Regions from separate parts of the Mus musculus genome. Here regions 1, 2, 3, 4, 6 and 7 are each linked to region 5. Evidence: chromatin contacts called from public Hi-C, HiChIP or PLAC-seq and promoter capture Hi-C data. All regions are on one chromosome and are shown on one strand. Each heading gives the region's core, a stretch centred on a gene start, on an enhancer-like site or on the middle of the called end of the contact. The rest is flanking DNA. Distances are from core to core; before and after follow the strand shown. Region 1 has its middle 18 kb from the start of Gm39847. Region 2 has its middle 37 kb from the start of Gm30069. Region 3 has its middle 29 kb from the start of 8430437L04Rik. Region 4 has its middle 17 kb from the start of Gm30069. Region 5 holds the start of Sp9 (trans-acting transcription factor 9). Region 6 has its middle 57 kb from the start of Gm30069. Region 7 overlaps Map3k20 (mitogen-activated protein kinase kinase kinase 20).

Region 1 (2,700 bases), core at 199-2,698, 830 kb before region 5:
CCTAGTTAGGGTTTCCATTGCTGTGAAGAGACACCAGGACCAAGGCAACTCTTAAAAAGGACACTTCATTGGGGCTGGTTTACAGCTTCAGAGGTTCAGCCCATTATCATCATGGCAGGAAGTAAGGCAGCATCCAAGCAGGGATGGTGTTGGAGGAGCTGAAAGTTCTACAGCAAGTCAAACAGAAGACTGGCTGTCACATGGCTAGAGGGAGGGTTTCAAAGCCCACCCCCACAGTGACATACTTCCTTCAACAAGGCCATACCTACTCCAACAAGGCCACACCTCCGGATAGTGCCACTCTCTAAGCCAAACACATACAAACCACCATACTGGGCCTTGTTGGTTTTTTCTTTTTAAGATTTATTTATTTTTATTTTATACATATGGATGTTTTGCTGTCACTCAAATACACACAGTCAGACAGACACACACCATACGCACCATACACACACACACATACATGATTAATATAAAAATGGTAAATGTTACATACATAGAAAATTAATTAGCTAAAAAAATTTTACTCTGTGTTTGTATTGCCAAAAATCACTTCTCAATACTTATATAGCTGGTCTAATTGTTTATCTATAAATACAGAATCAAAATATCCTGGGGTCTTCTGAGAGTGGTCAAAATATCCAGTAGTTCAACATACCAAGGTCAAAACATCCTAGAGTAGCTCAAGGCGCTCCGACTCCACTGCAGCTCTTGCAATGCAGAGTCCTGAGATAGTTACAAGCTTTCCAGGACCCATCTCTATAACGAATCCTTCCTCCTTGACAAGTTAGTACAGGTGTGGTATGCTCTGTAGCTCTGGTTCCAGAAGCTGCTATCAGGAGGCATCATGATCTAGTTGTATGAACTTGTCCAGGATGCAGCATGACTTAATTCTGAGATAACAGAGACTGCACTTCAAGAGCCTTTGAACAATTGCTTGCCATTGTTGACTTGGAGAACTACCTTGAAGCCTGTCTGGCCTGAGGAGAAGAGAGAACAAGACAGGGCCTAGCTCTTCCCATCTACCTGCCTTTTCTGCCTTATGAGGTGACTGGAGTGGCCAAATCAACGGAGAGTTTCCAAACATTCATTGCTCATACCAGTGGCTTCTTTCGCAGTCTCTTGCCTATTGCCTAACCAGTGGCCATGTCTGTCCAAGTCAACACAATAAAAACTGGAGACTTCTCTGACCTTACAGTTCATTCACAATTAAAATGAAGACTAGATGCTGATAACTGGTGTTTCTCTTACTACTGGAGAAGTTCCTTCCCTACCAACAGCTGTGTTTCTCTCAGTTCTGGCTGAGAGAAAAAAAGTGAGCAAAACCTTCACGTGGGCTATCCTCTGCCCAAGTTCACATAAACAACAGGATTAACCAGCAGGGCTCTCCCAAAGTAACAAGGGTATCCACTCGGTCTGCAAAGTACACAGCTGTGGTGGTGATGATCATGTGACCAAACTCGTGAACCTTTTCTGTATCGAGCTTCCTCAGGCCATTGAGCCATGCAAATTAGTCATCCTTTTGTCTGCTGAAACTTTGTACACCCCCAACCTGCTTCCACAGTCAACCTTCAGCCCAGAGCTAAAAATGCTGCTCCCAGTAGGGAATTCCACGATCTCCAGCTGCCACTGTCCTGCCCTGTGCACAGAACTACTTGACTGCTCAGTCATGTTTATCTCTAATGGAATTATCCCCAAGTTTGTCTACATTTGCTTGCTTGCTTGCTTGCTTGCTTGGCCAAGCTATTAGCTGCATGGAGCAGGAACTACATTTGGTTATTATATTATATAGTATATATGTTATATATAATATATCATGTCATATTTCTTATATTACAATACATTACATTATATTATTATATCTTGGTCACCAGTATAGCTTTTAAGTGGTACTCAACTTATTTATTAATGAATGGGACAGCTAATTAATCAGACTACCAAGCCTTCAGATCTTCAAATTCTTCTTCAGTTGCACACTCATTGTCATTAATAGGCACCTCCAAACCAAAAAAAATAGATCTAGTGTTAAAATAGTTACCTTTCTGAGATTGTCTGTCTATCTCTTGTGAGCTTGCAATGAGAGTCGGTCCCTGAGCACAACTCCAAGAAGAGACACCAGTTATGTTCTGAAGCCAATTCTGGGTATCCTGAGACCCTTCTAGGGAATGGCCAGCCTGGTTTTCCCAGGATGCCTCTCCTTGCCTTGTAGGAAATTGGATTCATTTTCCATTTTGAGTTTGTACACTTAGCACAGGACTCTGAATGCAGACCTTCCGTTACTGCCTGTCACAGGAATAACAAAGAAGAGATGCAGGGTGAATTGGTGCACAGAGCTGTGCACAAAATGTGCCCCACAGTCACCTCCCCTCCCCCCTCCCCCATCCCCCAGGCCCTAAGCCCTCTCACTAATGGCCTCACCATGTCCATTCAGGCTGAGGATGGGCGCAAGACAATTCAAGATGCGTCAGCTGGCTGTGGCTGTTTATCAAGATGTCCAAACTGGCTCCTTTGCTACGTGTAGGCGATTTAATTTCGAGCCTAATTTTAATCTGCACTACACTGTATGTCTGCATCTGCTGTGTTAAAGCCATCATTAGCATTTAAAGGGAAAACTGATGGTATTGATCACTCTTATTAAAACCAAGCAACGGAACAGCCGAGCGACTGAGCAGGCTCTCCAGCCACTGCAGGCCCAGCCAA
Region 2 (2,700 bases), core at 200-2,699, 690 kb before region 5:
TCTGTAAGAGTAGGAGTGTTGACTAAAAGTCTGTTTGTTGCTTAGCAGAGGAAGGAGAGACCCTGGCATTGGTTGTCTGCTTATAAGGGAGGTATTGCGGCACTCCCTTCTGTAGATAGAATAGCTGGAGCTTAAAGGGATACCATTGTTTGTTTAAGGCCAGACAGTAAGCCAAGATTTAGAACTTAGGGAATCAAAGCCAGTGACTTTCTGACTATTTCCTGTACTCACCATTTATTCTGCGTTAGGTACTGTACTGGCTAGTTTTGTGTCAACTTGACAGAGCTGGAGTTATCACAGAGAAAGGAGCTTCAGTTGAGGAAAACCCTCCATGAGATCCAGCTGTAAGGCATTTTCTCAATTAGTGATCAAGGGGGAAAGGCCCCTTGTGGGTGGGACCATCTCTGGGTTGGTAGTCTTGGGTTCTATATGAGAGCAGGCTGAGCAGCCAGGGGAAGCAAGCCAGTAAAGAACATCCCTCCCTGGCTTCTGCATCAGCTCCTGCTTTCTGACCTGCTTGAGTTCCAGTCCTGATGTCCTTTGGTAATATAAACAGCAGTATGGAAGTGTAAGCCAAATAAACCCTTTTCCTTTGGTGATAAACAGCTGTATGGAAGTGTAAGCCGAATAAACCCTTTCCTCCCCAACTTGCTTCTTGGACATGATGTTTGTTCAGGAATAGAAACCCTGACTAAGACAGGTATGTGGCAGGGGCTGAGCTGGGAGGAGTGCTAACCTGGTAGCATTCAGCATCAAGCACACATCTTATACGTTAGACAAGCTCTACATGAAAAGGGCTATACTATTTTGACCTGGCTTAGCTTTAGAGCCCAAGAATGAACTTTAGAGGCTGGCTATGACCAACTATGGGGGTTCTTCAAGGAGTTTTACTTCTTTCAAATGACTGCCTAATAACTATTACGGTTTGGGTGTAAACTGTCCCCCCATCCGCTTGTGTGCTTGAACACTTGGACCTTAGCTGATGCTGATGCTTTATGGGTGTTGTGGAACTTTTGTGGTAGGAGGCATGGCTGGCAGAGGTGGGCCAGAGGGGTGAGCTTTGGAGGGTAAGGCCAGCCTAACTTTCAACTGAGCTCTCTGCTTCCAGATCTGCCAAGATATAAACAAGCCCTGGCACAGCCTCCATAGACTGAGCCTCTCTAGTTGCCATGGCTTCCCTGCTGTGATAGAGTGCTTCTTCTGAGCTAGAAGTCCCTCCTGCCTTAAGTTGTTTCCATTAGATGTTTTTTAAAAAAGATTTATTTGTTTTATGTTGTGTGCATGTGTGCCTGAGTGTGTATGTGTACACAACATGTGTCTGCAGGAGTCAGAAGAGAGCATAGATCCTCTGGAACTGGAATTACAGGCAGTTATGAGCCTCCTTATTAGGTATTGAGAATGGAACCCAGGTCCTCTGCAAAAGCAGCAGATGCTCTTAGCTGCTGAGCCACCTCTCTTCTTCCTTCTGTCAGATGTTTTGCAAAACGATGAGGAAAGTGACTATGCACATGTCAGTTGGTGTTGTGGCTTTTTGCACACTCTTCTGACAGATGGGGAAATATTGAAGTCAGAAGGGTGTGGAGTAAGAATCAGGGCAAGAGAGCTCATTACTAGAAACTCAACTAAGAAATGTAGATCTAAGATCTACTCATAAATAATGTTCTGATACCATCCATCCATCCATCCATCATCCATTCATCTATTTATTTTTCTCTTTTTAAAGGAATAAAAAGCACCATGATTTTTCCTGAAGCAGACTCACGTGTACCACAAACCCACACTACATATAATCTGGTCAAATAGCCAACTGCCCAACTTTCATTTGACTGATGTGAAAAGTTAAGTTCAAAGATTTCACTGCCTTGTAGAGACTTGAAAATGGAAGGAGTCAATTGGAATAAATGTGGGCTTCATAACCTCAAATTTGTGGGATCTACTTTGGGAGAATTGTTTCCTTTTTTGTCATGCAAGTTAGTAGAGAACAGTCCAAGGTGGTCCTTTGGATTCTAGTGCTTGGGTCTGTTTGAACTTGAATGGCCACCAGGTGGTCCTGGGCAAATTATCAGACTTTGTAACTAGCATGTTTGTCCTAGTGGTAGCAGCTGCCTGATAGAGATGTTCTGAGGGTCAAATGGGATGATGCAGGTCCCCACTTAACTCACAGGCAAAGATTACGATTGCAACGAATAGTTTCCATGTTACTATCTTGCATTTGCAAATAGAGCAGATGGTTCAATAACTTTGAATGAAGCCACTTAAGAAACTAAAGCCCTGCCCCTGCCTGCCGGGTCCATCTGGGGCACTGCCAGCAGAGACAGAGGCCTAGCACAACTGTCATCAGAGGCTTCCTCCAGCAGCTGATGAAGAGGCAGAGCTCAGGGAGTCTTATGGAAGAGTGGAGGAGGGACTGAGGAGCTGGAGGGGTCAAGTACACCACAAAAAGACCTACAGAGCCAACTGACCTGAGCCCATGGGGGCTCACAAAAACTGAACCACCAACCAAAGAGCATACATGGACTGGACCTAGGCCTCCTACACAAATGTAGCAGATGTGCAGCTTGGTCTTCATGTGGGTCCCGAACAATTGGAGCGGGAGCTGTCTTTGATTTGAACTCTGTGGCCCACCTTTGCATCCCTTTCTCCTAGCTGGGCTGCCTTGTCTGGACTCAGTGGGAGAGGATGCACTTAGTCCTGATGAGA
Region 3 (2,700 bases), core at 164-2,663, 600 kb before region 5:
TACAATGATTGTAATTACGATCAAGTTGGTACTAAGCCAATCAAATGACTCTGGCCCGCCAGCCATACAGTATATTTCAATGTCATGTTCTTACTTTTTTTTTCAGTCTTTTAATTTATGGTAATCTAATGTGTGCCTTGGGTTCTCTATTAATTTGGTCTGGTTAAACCCTTTTTAAAAGTTTTAAGCCCTTCTCAAATATTGGCTGAATCTACCAGCTAGGGCGACTGGTGGGTGGAGGAGAGACAAGCGAGGACTGCTTCAGAAAAGTGGGCCTTTATTCCTTTTGTCATATTTTGATTTCTTTAAAATTGCTCACTTGCATTTAAGTCCCTAAGAGCCATGAAAATTATGTTGAACGGTAGCAGGGACTTGTGAAAAGGCCCCACAGAAGCGTCTGAAATCTACGGGCCCTTGAACCTTTTTGCATCCTGCAACATCTGACATGCTTTGTGAGAGGCGGCCACCTGCAGGAGTTCGAAAATAGATGCTTCCAGCCAACAGAGAACGCTCAGAAGTGATGTGTTAATATCATTCTCGTAACTACTTGACCTCTGACCTAAGTAGCAGTAGCAAGCTGACCCAAGCCACAGTAAAAGAATTGGAGCTGTCATTCATATATTTGGGACCATGACTGAGAAGGGAGAGGGGAGGGAAGGGGAGACAGGGGAGACAACTACAAATAATTCCCTCCCCCCCCCCCCCCCCAGTGGTATGAGTTTGGCAGATTGTCTACCCAGCTGAAGTTCATTGAGTAATTAGCTAATCTCCGGGTTCATTTTTCCTGTGTGTGTCAGCTTAGACTCTGACTCACTCTCTCTCTCTGCCTGTCTCTCTCCCTCCCTCCCTCCCTCTCTCCCTCCTCCTCCTCCTCCTCCTCCTCCTCCTCCTCCTCCTCCTCCTCCTCCTCCTCCTCCTCCTCCTCCTCCTCCTCCTCTTCTCAGTTTAGATTTTCAACAGTTGACTTACTGTTTGGGTGTGGTAGAAAGTCAGTAATAGATCAGGAGGAAGGAAAGTGTGTATCACAGTGATTTTGTTTATGGAGAGTTTTCAAAGCATGGAATAAAATATATATTTTTTTAATGCTTAGAAGCCCCGGGGAGAAGAAAAAAAAAGCCAACATAATATAATGGAAACTTCATCAGAGCTAAAAAATTATAGCTCTACAATTCAAGATAAATCAGTAACTTCTACTGATCAAACCAGGGCTCCCTGCTAGGGTCACATCCCAGCTGCCTGCCTCACAGCCATAGACAAGACTTTATTCTCTCTCTCTCTCTCTCTCTCTCTCTCTCTCTCTCTCTTTCTCTCTCTCTCTCTCCTTTTTTTTCCAAACTGTCAACACTGCAAAGCCAATCCAGCTGTGGGGAAGGCAGCTGTGTGATATTCTGCCTCCCACTTAGTCAGCCAAATTGTCTGCTCACCGCCCCCGCCCCCATTCTCCTCCCCCAGTTGTTGCGGCTGCAGGGATAGAAGCACACCATGGCTGGAGACAGTTTCTGCCAGTTAACCCTGTGTTTCTCTGGCTCTCTCTCTTCTAGGCTCCCCTTATCATGCTTCCTCGCCCTGTACCTCCCCGGAGTCTTCTTTTTTTTTCCCCTTTTTATAGAAAGATCGTGTGCACGAGATAATTCTGATTGCTGGTAATTTCTTTAAAATCTAGTCATAAGCACAATTCCACAGTTCACGGCAGCCTTCTCTTCCCATACCTCTCCTCCTCCTTTTCATTCTTTGTTGATGGCTACATAGTATCACTACCTGGACTGACCCTGCCTTCATTTAACCATTTTTGGACTTAGCCGTAAGCAATGGTACAATGAATCTCTCTGCACACATCCCTACCTTCCTTTTTGACTATTTTCATCAGGAAGACTGTGAGTGGCATTGCTGACGAAAAGGCCATCTACTTTCTTAGGCATCTCATGAGTTGTTCCAGATAGCTTTCCTTTTAAGATCTATGAGCGTATGGTAGTCTAAGCCATTTTTAGTGGCTGAGCCACATGAGAGAGAAATGTGTTTCCTTTTCCCTCAGAGATAATGTGGAAACCATTGTACATCCCCAAGTCCTGTGTCCCAGCTGTGTCTGCTACAGTTTTGGAGACACGGTGTCCCTGTCTAAGGACTCTAAGGACGGCTGGGATTCAGTCTCAGGACTCAGGACACTAGCAGATTCTCCAGGGATGCTCCACGCCAAAGAGCAGACTAAGTGCCCCTGGAGATGGTGAGTACCCAGCAGGAGGGGAGGGTTAGCACTCAGGGGAGGGGTTTATCCTCTGTGACAATGGCTGGGAGTAGGGGGATCATTCCAGCTTCCATCAAGCTTCCCCCTAAAGAGCCTGGGGAGAGAGAGGAGGTTAGAGAAGACAGATATTGAGGAAGGATTTGAGAAGGGTGGATTAAAGGGAACAGAATCCTAAGCAGGGCTCCAAAGGCGTTGAACCAAGCTGGCTGGCTGGGTACCTGATTGTTTGAGTTTTTGGTTTCCATACATTTAAATATCTCCAATTATACTGATACTTATTGACAGTTCTTATTTTAGGCATAGGAATTTGTACATGTGCAAATGTGTTTATAACACAGGCCATATCCTAAATATCATCTGTGCAAACTGTATGATTTCATTAGATAAGAAAAGCATGACTTCCTTCCTGGAGAACCTTGAGACAATGTAGACAATCATAAAATTATCTTTAATCCTTG
Region 4 (2,700 bases), core at 185-2,684, 670 kb before region 5:
TGTGGTTCATGTATATGAATGCTCTATTTGCATGTGTGGCTGCATGACAGAAGAGGACATCAGGTTCCTTTGTGGATGGTTGTGAGCCACAACATGGGTACTGCGAATTTAGGAACTCATGACCTTTGGAAAAGCAGTCAGTGGTCTTAACTGCTGAGCCAGTTATTACTCTAGCCCTGGATAGGCCCAATATCTAACCCTGTAATGAACATGTAATTTAAAGACCCTGCACTGAATGCTGATCAGGTTGTTTTCAAATCTAAGTGGGCCATCGGTACTGTTTGTGCAGCCTGGGAAGCCTGTAGCATCAGTATCTACTCCAACTGCATGTGGGCAGGGGATTGCAACTTTGATGAACTAGGCTATGTTTCTGGAAAAAACAAACAAACAAACAAACAAACAAACAGGTGTCCTATTTGACTAAACAGACTTCTATGCCTTGGTATCACTCTTCAGGGTTGGTACCCCCATGGGATACTACATTCATCACCATGTTTTTCTGAAGCAGCCTTTCTGACCTACGGGACTTCCTGAGTTGTATGCTGCTCAGACATCCGGGCATGATCTGCCTTGTTTCCAAAGCTTTTGTGGTGTTATTGGCATGTTAATTATTACAGCAAATGATAAAATGTGCAAAATGGTCTCTCCCCTTAATGACATAAATAAGTGAAGCAATTAATTTTACACAATAAAAACAAGCAATACAATAACTTACAAATTTGGAGTTTCTTCATTATTACATCAAGTTGCAAAATGGAAACATGTAATTTCAAAAGGCTCATAAGTAAAAATGGAAACACAGCTGATGCCACATCCGCTTGTGGGCTGCAAAATAATGTGGGGTTTTGCGCAGTGTGGAACAGTCAACATCTTTTAGACACACCAGGCCAGATACATTCCGAAACTATAAATCTTCGAGCCATCCCGACGATCTAAGCCATTTATGTGCTGTAATGAAAAACAAAACAGCTTTGTGTTGCTCTCTCATGTGAGTTTGGCATTCTCGGAGTTGCCTTGCTTAGGACACTCAGCTCCACTTATCTGTAGTTGCAGAAGCCGCAAGCCTGTGATTGATCTTGTAACTCCAATATCTCAAGAGATAAGCAGGGAAGCAAATTCCCCGGAGAGGGCTGACAACAGTTTTTAAAATGAAATGTGTATACACCAAGCCTGACAAACTCTATTGCCCACCATCTTTGAAACCGTCAGTTTCCGGGGTGACATTTGATTCCATGTGTTTGTTTTGGTGAGTGAGAAAGTAACACATATTTTCTTTGACATCTTGCACAATTTCGCAAGTATTCAGGGCACATTCCCTGCTTTGCATGGAAAATGTATTTGCGCAGTTGTCAGAATGATGGACAGGGGAGCGAATGGTAGGACAGAGCGTTGATCTTTGCTTGTTATTACATACAATAGCCTGGTAGGAATCGTGATGTGTTGGTGAGACAAACTGTGTCCCATTCTGGAACATATTAAGTTTGTCTCCAGGACACACATGACTTCGCTAGGGTGACGAACCTCATTCATAATAGATGCTAATCTTTTCAGGGCTGACTGATGACAGCACTTCCTGCCCTTCATGGAATTAGAGCGGGGTTTTATCAAAGGACTCAAACTGCCTGCTAATTAGACTAATTCCCTTCATCATGAATTATTTATTTCCATTGGTAACCGATCACTGTGACATTAATGGGTTCTGCTCAGCTTAGTTTCATACCAATACACGCTAGGAGTTAAATGTTTAAAAATTCCTGATACTTCAGCCCAGGTCAAGTGTATCTCTAATATTTGACAGGTTTGATGGAGCTTCGATGATTATGTTTTAGGAGCAAATAAAATGGGATGGAGTTTGAGATTTTGTTTAGACAGGAAAACAAATCCATCTCTTCCTTTGCTCAGGTGTCTCCTTGCTTGGCTGGAACATGCCATACTATGTTGGGCTGTATACTCTGGGCTGCAGAGAAATTTGCCAAGGCCACACTAGTGCATAAAGTAGGCATGAGTTAGCCAGATAGAAGTGATATTTCACTCTTTATTAATATCCTTTGATGCAAAATTAAGAGTGTTGTTAATCTTGTTAACTCATTTATAAGTGCACTATTTTTTTCTTTCTATTGATACAGGCATTTAATGTGTGCCCTGACTGGTCTTGAACTCCGTAGACTAGGCTAGCCTCATATTCACAGAGATCTGTTTAACTCTGCTTCTCAAGTACTGAGATTAAAGGTGTATGTCACTATGCTTGGCTTTATAAGAAAACAGTTTAAAAAAATATAATCTTTTATTAAAGAGCTGAATGGTTCACCTGTTAACATCTAAGTTATATATCTATCAGTATTTCTCAGTGTGATACCCAGCCCATAGAGGCACTGCTGCTAAGAACAGAGAGCTTCCTGGGCCTCGAGTGACCTGTTAAAACAGCAGTTTTCAACCTGTCGGTCACGACCCCTCTGGGGTCGCATATCAGATATCCTGAATATTAGATATGCACATTACAGTTCATAACAGTAGCAAGATTACAGTTGTGAAATAAGAAGAAAATAACTTTATGGTTGGGGGTCACCACAACACAAGGAACTGTATTAAAGGGTCATAGCATTAGGAAGACTGAGAGCCAGTGTGTTAGAATCTGAGAACGGGGTCTCAGCATTCCATTATCAGCCCATAGCTTAACATGGTGGGATATGCCTGTAATCA
Region 5 (2,700 bases), core at 116-2,615:
ACAAAAGTAATGCCCAGAAACAGGAAACCCTCCAGCGGCGGCGCCTTGCGATGCGTGAGGACACCTCTTTTTACACCAAGGTCCAGAGAGGCTTTGAAGATGCTTCCAGCTTGCAGAAGGCGGAGGCGCCCACGTGTGGCCTGGCTTTCGCAGACTCTCTCGGTGAAGGCTCCGGAGAGGTCCTCCAAAGGCTGTGTCAGCAGGGTGCCTGATGAAGATGAGCCTTCCTTTGGAGTCCCTTGGCCCTGAAGACGGAGTTTCTAGGCCCTAGCAGTCTGCAGTGGAGATAGTTTGAATCTGAAGCAAGAAAAATGACTCTATAAACATCCCCTAAAACTCGACTTCAACCTGAAATCCGACATGCAAATCTCCACCGGGTTAAACAAACAGCGGTGCAAGCTGCAGCTTCGGCGGGGGTGGCGGTGGGGGGGCGGACGCCGCTCGCGCCGGTCTCCGTTTCCAAAGTTGTTACAATGTGAAAATAAGCGGCTTCGTGCAGAGTGTTGTATGGGCTGATGCTTCCCACCCCCACGCCAGCCCCCAGAAAAACCTGGCAGATAATCAGCACGTCCCACTGTTTAGTCATATTTGACAACTGGGTTAACCTGGTATCTAGGCGCTGGCGAAGCCATACAAAGGGTGCCCTCAATTACCACCAGGAGCTTCTGGTGTGATAGGCACTTGTATTACCCCCTGGGTCAGAGGCCAGAGCGACAATTAGGAAGTCACTTAGACCGCTGGAGGGAAATGGCGGGATGCAGCAGGCTCTGGGCTCTCCTAACAAGTCTGTGGGTGTAGACCTGCCTGGAGAGGCCCAGCTGTCCTTTGCGCCCTCTGCTCAATAGGACTCTGAGTATAAAAAGAGTACGGTGGGAGCAGGAATCTGGGAAAACGACCACGACAAGGATAAATCCATCGCAAGAGTGATGGCTACAAGTTCAAGTTCTTCGCAGCAACAACGTGTACACACAAAGTGAACGCAGACCATTTCTGCTTGTGCCCTAGGCCGGGGTGTCCCTCTCCTGCTTCTTTCCCACAAGTGGAGAGTGAAGACTGTCAGCCCTACGTAGCAAGGTGGCCAGGGTGGTGGGAGTGGTGGGGGCCTGCGGCTTGGTCTCAACAGTACTTAAACCTGGCTTGGTACGTGAGTGTGTGTAAATTTTTAATTGCACTGTAATTTCTTCTGTCCCTAGCCCGCCCCCCTCCCACCCACGCCCGCAGACTTGACTGGCACGCGCCAGGAGCCCGGGCTCGGGCCCCTCGGAGCGTCTGATTGGCTGCGGGGCAGCTCCCGTCTGCTCTGCCTGCGCCCTCATTGGGCGAGAGGCGCAGCCAGCGGCACTTCAAAGCGGGTGCTCCTCGCACTTAGGCTGAGTTTTGCCGGCGGGAGCCCAGAGTCCGCTCGGCGCGAGCGCGGGACGCGGGAGCCGCGCGGGACCTGAATCGTGATTCCCAGCAGCCGCCAGGCTTAACACCGCTCCGGGCCTCGCCGCGCAGCCCAAAACCTGCTATGGCCACGTCTATACTTGGGGTAAGTGAAAAAGACTCGCTGCAAAGGCTTTGCTCATTTTTGTTTGTTTTGTTTTTGTGTTGTTGGTGGTGGTTTTTTGTTTTTGTTTTGTTTTCTTATGGCTTCTCTGGGCCAGAATCTCTCAAGAAACTGTTGCTATACCACAGCTCTGGTTTCCTTTTAGCATTTTCTACATTTCTGGAACCGATCTTTTCAAGTTATTGGAACCTGGGACCTTTTGCCTTTGCAAGAAAAGAATGTCTTAAGCAAGTTCCCTTTTAACTGGTTTTTGAGGCAAAGCCGAATGTTTCTTTTCTTCCCTTCTTGATTTTAACATCACTCCCCCACTCCCAACCCCACCCCCCGCCACTTGGTTTGGGGGTTGTTGCATTACATTACAGTGTTTTCTGGAAAGTCTTGTTTTGCAGGCCACGAAGTTACATTAATAAACACTTACATTAGCGTGGCTCCCCAGTTTGCCCTTGACTTTGAAAGCCGCTTATACTTGGATTCTTTTTGTAATCGTGTGCGTTGTGTAAATATCAAAACTACGTTTCTGAACTATAAAAGAAAATAGCCAAGTCGTAGCCACTCATTCGAGGAATGTTCTAAGAGTTTCTTCCAGCACTGGGTGGCTGTTTTGGCCACCACCCCCCGCCCTCACCCGTTATTTCTTGTGTGTGTTTACCTTCGTGCTACACCCGGAAGGGCGACTTGGGAGCTTCTGGGAGATGAGCGGGCTTATGGCGTCAACCCAAGTCTGATTCTAGACAAGGGTGGCAGCGAACGAAGTGGCGAAAACCGAGGCATTTCTGATCTATAGTCTCACTGAGGAACAACTTTCCTACTCGCTCGTGGTCGCCTCTGTCCTGCGCGGGGCGCGGCGCGTCCCCCGCCAGCGTGCGGGGAGGAGGCGCGAGCCGGGGTGCCAGGGCCCTCCGGGATCTGCGCGGGGGGAACGAGGCTGCTCACCGGTGCACTTTGTGTCTTCCCCCACTTCTCCCTGCCCTCCTCCTCCTCCTCCTCGCTCCCTCCTTCACCCCACCCACTCTAGGAAGAGCCACGCTTCGGAACGACCCCGTTGGCCATGCTGGCGGCGACCTGCAACAAGATCGGCAACACGAGCCCCCTGACGACCCTGCCCGAGTCCAGCGCCTTCGCCAAAGGCGGCTTCCACCCCTGGAAGCGCT
Region 6 (2,700 bases), core at 79-2,578, 710 kb before region 5:
GTGAGAACAGCCAGGTTTGTGTCTAGTACCTTTAAATAAAAACAGTGAGAGACAACTTTGGATATTGTCAGAACAAGTCAAAAAAAAAATCGCTGCTGACTTATTTTATGTTGCGGAAAGTTAAATTATACCGTGGGCCCAGAAGTAAACGGGACTGCATTGGGAGACGATGCCAATTCACACAATGAGAAGGTGCAGGAGGGAAAATGGAGGCAAAGGAGATTCGACAGTTTATGTAATTTTTGTTGTTTGTTCAAAACAGCACCAAGGGGCTGGGGGTGGGGGGTGGGAAGAGAAAGAACACAGAGACAAATTCAAAATCCTACGGGGAAATTGAGAATGTCATTTTCCCAGACCAATTACCTGAAGTCATGAAGATTTAATACAATTGATTCGTGCGTACCATTAGTGCCAATAACACACTTAATACAAAGTGTCCCAAAACATTTTGCATTGAGAGCTGACAGCAAGATAAAACTTAGGGGGTGGGAAGCTTTTAAGGTGAGATTTGAAGAGCCTGGGTGATGGATGAATCACTAAGCCCAGAGGGAGGGAGCCAGGGTGGGAGCTGCTGGGCTTGGGCCAGCCAGGGCAGAATTTCCAGCTGTGGAAGTAATGGAGAAAGCAAGCCAAGGAGATTGGGGGCTCCCTGAGCTGGCTGCAATGACAGAGGCACTAAGGGTAAGTGGAAGGAACGGGTAGGAAAATGAAGGTCTCGCTCCTGCAGACATGCTGGGGACTTAGCTGTTTGTCAGAGGAATGAGGAGTGGGGAGAAGACAGAGATTTGGAGCAGCATTCAAGAACAATCATCGTTCGAGCAGTCTCTCTCTCTGTGTGTGTGTTTCTGATTTGCTGTTCTTTTTCAACAAATCATCTGCTCATTTAATGCTCATAAAGAACTTCCTCAAAGAAAGAAAAGTGTTTACGCTTCTACTGCACACTGGGACGGCGCTGGCAGATCCGGCATTATGTAGAATTTTGCTCATGATGTATTTATGGAAAAACATTAGCACTGAAGTAATTAGATACGTAAGTTATGTGAGACTCTCAAAGTCTCTCTGGGGATGACTAAGCTAGCAGCAGCCTGTTTTATACATAGGGAAACTGAGGTCAGGGAGAAAGGAGCACAAATGGGATGCAGGCCTTTAGGAGAGCCCTCATGAACTAAGGGGAATACTTCTTAGATTGGCTGTAACTCGCCACTCAAAATTCCTCAAACCAGTAACAGCCAACCAGAGCCTTCCTCTGAGGTTTTTACAGCTTACCCACCCCCTTCTTTGCAAACAGCTGGCTTACAGTTGTGCCTTGCAAAGCCAATCTGGATTGTTAAAGCGAATAAGGAGGCTAGGTCCAATACTGCACAGTATATCAGGTTTCATACAGGGTAACACAGCGGGCAAGGTCTCGCCTTCAAGGAGACCATAAGCTCTTCTCTTCTAGACCTTTCTGACTAAATAATTTACTGGGCAAATTAAACTACTCTATCAGTTTACTAAGGCTGTTGTATGTAGCAAGGTGACATAACTCAGTGGCTTGTACATTCGACATTTATTGCCTCATTGTTCTGGAGTTACATGGACACTAATAGCCATTGGTAGAGTTGGCTCCTTCTGGGGATCGTGAGAGGAATGTGTGTCTGTGCCTCTCTCTTAGCACCTTACGACTGCTGATACTCTTGGCTGTTTCTTAGTGGATTGGAATACCTCCCTCACCTCTGCCTTCTCACGATCTTCTTGCTATTTGCTAGGCTGTCTCCAACTCCCAACCTCCTTCTTATGAACATATTGGGTTAGGGTCCTTTGTAACAATTGCCTAGTAACTTCTTCTAAAATGCAAAACTCTATACAAGCCTTGTCTTTAAACACAGTCAAAGATTGAGATATAAAGTTCGGGATTTCAGTACAGTATTTTAGAGGAACACAATCCAACCCATAATAGTTACCGGGGGTAGACATTGCTACAAAATGGAAAAGGATGGGCAGTTCAGAGATAAATGGGGTGTGGCCCCGGACCACTTGCACTTAAGTGAGAGAGATGGGCCAGCATGCAAATGAATGCAAGTTTGTTTGCTTGTTTGTTTGTTTTAAAGGGAATTTAGAGCCAAAGTTGGCCATGCTGAATCCAAGGGACTGAACAACCCAGAGCGTGTGTTCTATGGAGAGGCTGCAGGGGTCGGTGATCCAGGTTTTCTTTGAAGGTCTCCCTGCTTGCCAATACTAGAGGGAAATTCTGACATGTTGCAAAAATTGTAGTGGGCTTCTGCGCAGAGGGTGTTTTGGGAGCTCAATGTCTCTCATCAGGTGTGAAGAGTGACAGACAGGTTCTGTGACTAAGCTGAGTTCCAATGCAGAGACTCTGCAGTTTGGAGGTCAGGAAGAAGGGAGAGTGTGTGTGTGTGGGGGAGGGAGTGGCGGGGGGCGGGGGGGGGGGCAGAGGCTGAGTTCCAATGCAGAGACTCTGCAGTTTGGAGGTCAGGAAGAAGGGAGAGTGTGTGTGTGTGGGAGGGAGTGGCGGGGGGGGGGGGGGGCAGAGGTGGACGTGTGTGTAGGAGGCTCGTTTCAGGAGCTTTGGGAATCCACGGGCAACTAGTGCTAAGGGCTGGGAGATGGTCCTTTGAGTGCTCACCGTGTTTCTAAAGCTCGGTGGGAAGAACTGGTCCCAGTTGTTTCTTCATCTCTGCTAGCTGAAGCAATGCCCGT
Region 7 (2,700 bases), core at 74-2,573, 850 kb before region 5:
GGTGTGTAGAGAGATGACTCAGCAGTTAAGAATACTTGCTGTTTTTTTCAGAGAACCAGGGTTCAATTTCTGACATCTATATGACAGTTCACTCTGTCTGTAACTAAAGTTCCAGGGATGGGGGACTTTTGGGATAGCATTTGAAATGTAAATGAAGAAAATACCTAATTAAAAAAAAAAAGTTCCAGGGCATCTGACACCCTCACAAAGACACACTCAGACAAAACACCAGTGCACATAAAATAAAAATAAATTAATTATCTTTAAAAAAATTTTAAAAAGAAAAAACAATCCACTTGGGAGAGCTGCCTCTAGCACACGATTGGGTCATTTTTAGCCTTCCTTGGGATTATGTATCCCTTTAAAAATAGCCCACAGTGATGTATGTCGCACATGTGAGCAAACACAGGCTTAATACAGACATGTTGGTGCTGGTTTTCAGGATACCAGAGCTCAGGGACCACTCTAGCCTTTTAACCTTTTAGCCATGGTCACCTGACTTCTGAATCAGCACTGACTTATATTGTCTCACACTGACCATATTGTATGAATCAAAAGGCAGGATTTAGATTTGTGAGCAGTGAAAATAGACTTCTGGAGACAGGGATATGAAAATCTAAATCCGTGCCTGTCTTCTGAAACCCTCTGTGGTCACTCTAGTTGACGATTCCTAGACAGCAGGCACAGTTTGGGATCTGGACAGAGGTCTTTGCTTTTAGAAGTTTCTGGGTACCATTGTAAGCTTTGTACTGAGAAGGTCACTTACAGGTTTTGAGAATAACAAACTCCAAAACAGACACATTCGTTACATTAAAATTAAAAGCACTGGAACGCAAGGACACACGACAGCTCTCCCAATCCTGCATGTTAGAATTTGGATTGAAAATGGCTCAAATGGTAAAGAGTGCGTATCTCCGCCCCCAAGTCAGGGCTTTTTCATAAATCTACTGCTCGTCATGGGATAGGAGGACAACTTTACAAGTAGCTACTTTTATATCCTGAGAATCTTGAGTAAAAGTTTAAAGGCAGCAAATGTCTCAGTATTGAAAGGGTCAGATGAGCACTTAGGTAAGCCAGGCCACTGTCTATATTCATTTAGGAACCTAGTCCGACACAGAATATTCTTAATTAATGGGAAATCAATAGCAAAACTAATTATTCATTTTTTTACAAGATAACTATCTTCCAATTCCAAATGCAAAATTTGTAAAGCCCTTTCTAAGCCGTTAACTAATATCCGAACCACCTTAGATACTCAAGCCTAGTGTGTCCTGTGAAAGTGTGTCTCGCTCGGTGTGTCTTACTTCCCGTCATCCCTACGGCCCCTTTTCATACGTAACTCCAATAACAACCCCCCAAAAGGCGATATAACAACCTTATCTCCACTGGTGTCTCCTTGGCACCAGTCTGCCCTGACCTTAGACACCAGCCATTGTTAAGGGTATAACACATTTACATATTTTGCAATAAAACATCAGTTATTTGCATTACTGTGTCAAGTTTTATTTGATTCTTTCACCTAAAAATGACTCATTTTCCTTTCTTGTATTTTAAAAACCAACTACTCTAAGCTTGTTTGAGAATAATCAAAAATTGCCCATTTAGCTAGAAGTCATTTTCTTTTCAAAAGGCAAATGTTATTTAATCTTTCAGCTGCTCATTGTGCCATCATAAATACTTTCTTTTCAGCACAGTTGTGGAGACTGAAATGAGCCCACTAATTGCCTCCCATTTCGACTGACATGTGGTGGTTTAGTGGAAAGAGAACACAGCAGGGAGAAGGAAATAGGAGGCTGAGAAAATGAGAGCTAATTATTTTCACTGCCTCATGTCAGGCTCTGTGTCAGCCTTGTTTTTACAAACTGGAAGGTTTAGCACTAAATAAAACAAACTGGCGTCATGTTTTTATATACTGGCAGTGTCACGGAAGCAGCTGCACATCTCAAAGACAATATAATGCCTGCGTTCGCATGGACACCATCTGACAGACACTGTGAGCCGCGGCTAATGAGGCTATCACAGTGGTGCCAGAGGGAAAGGTGCTGAATTATGTATGATTCTTCATCAGGGCGGCAGTAGTCCTGTACATCATTATGAGACATTGTTTTGCTGAAGAGATTAAAACATTCTTAGTTCCAGACCCTGCAACCTATGCGCGCTGAAAGGAGGTTATTAATGGAATTTTTAGGGAGACTTTCTTGTGGATTTCTTTTGGGTTGGAAAAAACCAATTTCGTGGGACAAAGCCGTGATGGGTCACGACACCGTATAGATAAAGAAGAGAAGCAAATTAACCATACTTGTATTCTCTTCCTTCTAAAGACGGCATAATAAAATACAGCGTGGCGGGGTTATACTTAATGGTAAATAACCCAGGTGCTATCGCAGGACGTGCCACTTGCCTGCCTTTGACACAGCAGGTTCTGGCAGCTGAGCTGGATAATGGTGACACATGTAAAGGAGCCTTCAGAGACCTCCATCAGTAGCATCTCCCTGCTTTGTATACAGCTGTAGCCAATATTATTTTTGTGGGTTTTGTTTTTAATCCGGGATTGCTTCGCAAAAGCCAGTCAGCTGCTATGGCTGCATCTTTCTCTCCCGGCTCTGCTTTTTCAGAAAGTTTATTCTGACCGCTCTAGTTTATATTTTAAAGTACTCCCACAGTTGGTGGTTTTTATATTTCTCCATTTATGGGAAGAGA

Evidence for each region. Promoter capture Hi-C pulls out the DNA fragments that hold promoters and counts their contacts. A called contact is a pair of places that touch in the nucleus more often than the background predicts. HiChIP or PLAC-seq counts read pairs in DNA pulled down with a chosen protein or histone mark.
Region 1: a contact with region 5 is called in an H3K27ac HiChIP or PLAC-seq map of embryonic stem cells, with 15 times the contacts expected there. The contact joins the enhancer-like site here to the promoter of Sp9 in region 5. A contact is called at or near these places in 5 of 39 promoter capture datasets (the 3T3-L1 cell line, embryonic stem cells, hippocampal neurons and 2 more), 1 of 15 datasets of contacts at CTCF or cohesin (embryonic stem cells), 11 of 115 datasets of contacts at active chromatin or transcription factors (craniofacial prominence, embryonic basal ganglia, embryonic forebrain and 7 more) and 1 of 9 other capture datasets (adipose tissue).
Region 2: a contact with region 5 is called in a promoter capture Hi-C map of hematopoietic stem and progenitor cells, with 7 times the contacts expected there. The contact joins the enhancer-like site here to the promoter of Sp9 in region 5. A contact is called at or near these places in 12 of 39 promoter capture datasets (the 3T3-L1 cell line, the C10 cell line, HPC-7-derived erythroid cells and 8 more), 1 of 15 datasets of contacts at CTCF or cohesin (embryonic stem cells), 15 of 115 datasets of contacts at active chromatin or transcription factors (bone marrow-derived macrophages, craniofacial prominence, embryonic basal ganglia and 10 more) and 1 of 9 other capture datasets (macrophages).
Region 3: a contact with region 5 is called in a Hi-C map of muscle stem cells, with 3 times the contacts expected there. The contact joins the enhancer-like site here to the promoter of Sp9 in region 5. A contact is called at or near these places in 13 of 39 promoter capture datasets (the 3T3-L1 cell line, 3T3-L1-derived adipocytes, the C10 cell line and 10 more), 1 of 15 datasets of contacts at CTCF or cohesin (large pre-B cells), 4 of 484 Hi-C or Micro-C datasets (bone marrow-derived macrophages, embryonic fibroblasts, embryonic stem cells and 1 more), 14 of 115 datasets of contacts at active chromatin or transcription factors (bone marrow-derived macrophages, craniofacial prominence, embryonic basal ganglia and 8 more) and 2 of 9 other capture datasets (embryonic stem cells and macrophages).
Region 4: a contact with region 5 is called in an H3K4me3 HiChIP or PLAC-seq map of embryonic basal ganglia, with 7 times the contacts expected there. The contact joins the enhancer-like site here to the promoter of Sp9 in region 5. A contact is called at or near these places in 14 of 39 promoter capture datasets (the 3T3-L1 cell line, 3T3-L1-derived adipocytes, the C10 cell line and 9 more), 1 of 484 Hi-C or Micro-C datasets (cortical neurons), 14 of 115 datasets of contacts at active chromatin or transcription factors (bone marrow-derived macrophages, embryonic basal ganglia, embryonic forebrain and 9 more) and 3 of 9 other capture datasets (embryonic stem cells, embryonic tail and macrophages).
Region 6: an H3K4me3 HiChIP or PLAC-seq map of craniofacial prominence shows a contact between it and region 5, with 5 times the contacts expected there. The contact joins the enhancer-like site here to the promoter of Sp9 in region 5. A contact is called at or near these places in 8 of 39 promoter capture datasets (the 3T3-L1 cell line, the C10 cell line, the HPC-7 cell line and 4 more), 1 of 15 datasets of contacts at CTCF or cohesin (embryonic stem cells), 12 of 115 datasets of contacts at active chromatin or transcription factors (T-cell acute lymphoblastic leukemia, craniofacial prominence, embryonic basal ganglia and 8 more) and 1 of 9 other capture datasets (embryonic trunk).
Region 7: a contact with region 5 is called in an H3K4me3 HiChIP or PLAC-seq map of forebrain, with 10 times the contacts expected there. The contact joins the enhancer-like site here to the promoter of Sp9 in region 5. A contact is called at or near these places in 8 of 39 promoter capture datasets (the 3T3-L1 cell line, embryonic stem cells, frontonasal cranial neural crest and 4 more), 1 of 15 datasets of contacts at CTCF or cohesin (large pre-B cells), 5 of 484 Hi-C or Micro-C datasets (adipose-derived mesenchymal stem cells, cortical neurons, embryonic fibroblasts and 2 more), 11 of 115 datasets of contacts at active chromatin or transcription factors (VIP interneurons, astrocytes, craniofacial prominence and 8 more) and 2 of 9 other capture datasets (embryonic stem cells and embryonic trunk).

The regions. Positions count from the first base shown.
Region 1 is chr2:72,445,348-72,448,047 of GRCm38.p6, forward strand. No RefSeq gene overlaps it. Among named protein-coding and RNA genes, the nearest start is that of Gm39847, 18 kb to the right of the region's middle. Within about 2 kb of position 1,449, at least 28 of the 459 cell types and tissues checked have an H3K27ac peak or open chromatin away from gene starts, as enhancers often do. A contact at or near this core is called in embryonic stem cells, where this site is marked.
Region 2 is chr2:72,577,007-72,579,706 of GRCm38.p6, forward strand. No RefSeq gene overlaps it. Among named protein-coding and RNA genes, the nearest start is that of Gm30069, 37 kb to the right of the region's middle. Within about 2 kb of position 1,450, at least 12 of the 459 cell types and tissues checked have an H3K27ac peak or open chromatin away from gene starts, as enhancers often do. A contact at or near this core is called in hematopoietic stem and progenitor cells, where this site is marked.
Region 3 is chr2:72,673,063-72,675,762 of GRCm38.p6, forward strand. No RefSeq gene overlaps it. Among named protein-coding and RNA genes, the nearest start is that of 8430437L04Rik, 29 kb to the right of the region's middle. Within about 2 kb of position 1,414, at least 46 of the 459 cell types and tissues checked have an H3K27ac peak or open chromatin away from gene starts, as enhancers often do. A contact at or near this core is called in forebrain and muscle stem cells, where this site is marked.
Region 4 is chr2:72,596,612-72,599,311 of GRCm38.p6, forward strand. No RefSeq gene overlaps it. Among named protein-coding and RNA genes, the nearest start is that of Gm30069, 17 kb to the right of the region's middle. Within about 2 kb of position 1,435, at least 18 of the 459 cell types and tissues checked have an H3K27ac peak or open chromatin away from gene starts, as enhancers often do. A contact at or near this core is called in embryonic basal ganglia, where this site is marked.
Region 5 is chr2:73,270,561-73,273,260 of GRCm38.p6, forward strand. It overlaps Sp9 (trans-acting transcription factor 9), which reads left to right and starts at 1,366. Exons shown (of 2, transcript NM_001005343.2): 1 at 1,366-1,531; 2 at 2,565-2,700. The coding sequence starts at 1,511.
Region 6 is chr2:72,556,748-72,559,447 of GRCm38.p6, forward strand. No RefSeq gene overlaps it. Among named protein-coding and RNA genes, the nearest start is that of Gm30069, 57 kb to the right of the region's middle. Within about 2 kb of position 1,329, at least 21 of the 459 cell types and tissues checked have an H3K27ac peak or open chromatin away from gene starts, as enhancers often do. A contact at or near this core is called in craniofacial prominence, where this site is marked.
Region 7 is chr2:72,425,093-72,427,792 of GRCm38.p6, forward strand. The region is part of intron 16 of Map3k20 (mitogen-activated protein kinase kinase kinase 20); the gene reads left to right. Among named protein-coding and RNA genes, the nearest start is that of Gm39847, 38 kb to the right of the region's middle. Within about 2 kb of position 1,324, at least 45 of the 459 cell types and tissues checked have an H3K27ac peak or open chromatin away from gene starts, as enhancers often do. A contact at or near this core is called in VIP interneurons, cortical neurons, embryonic basal ganglia and 2 more, where this site is marked.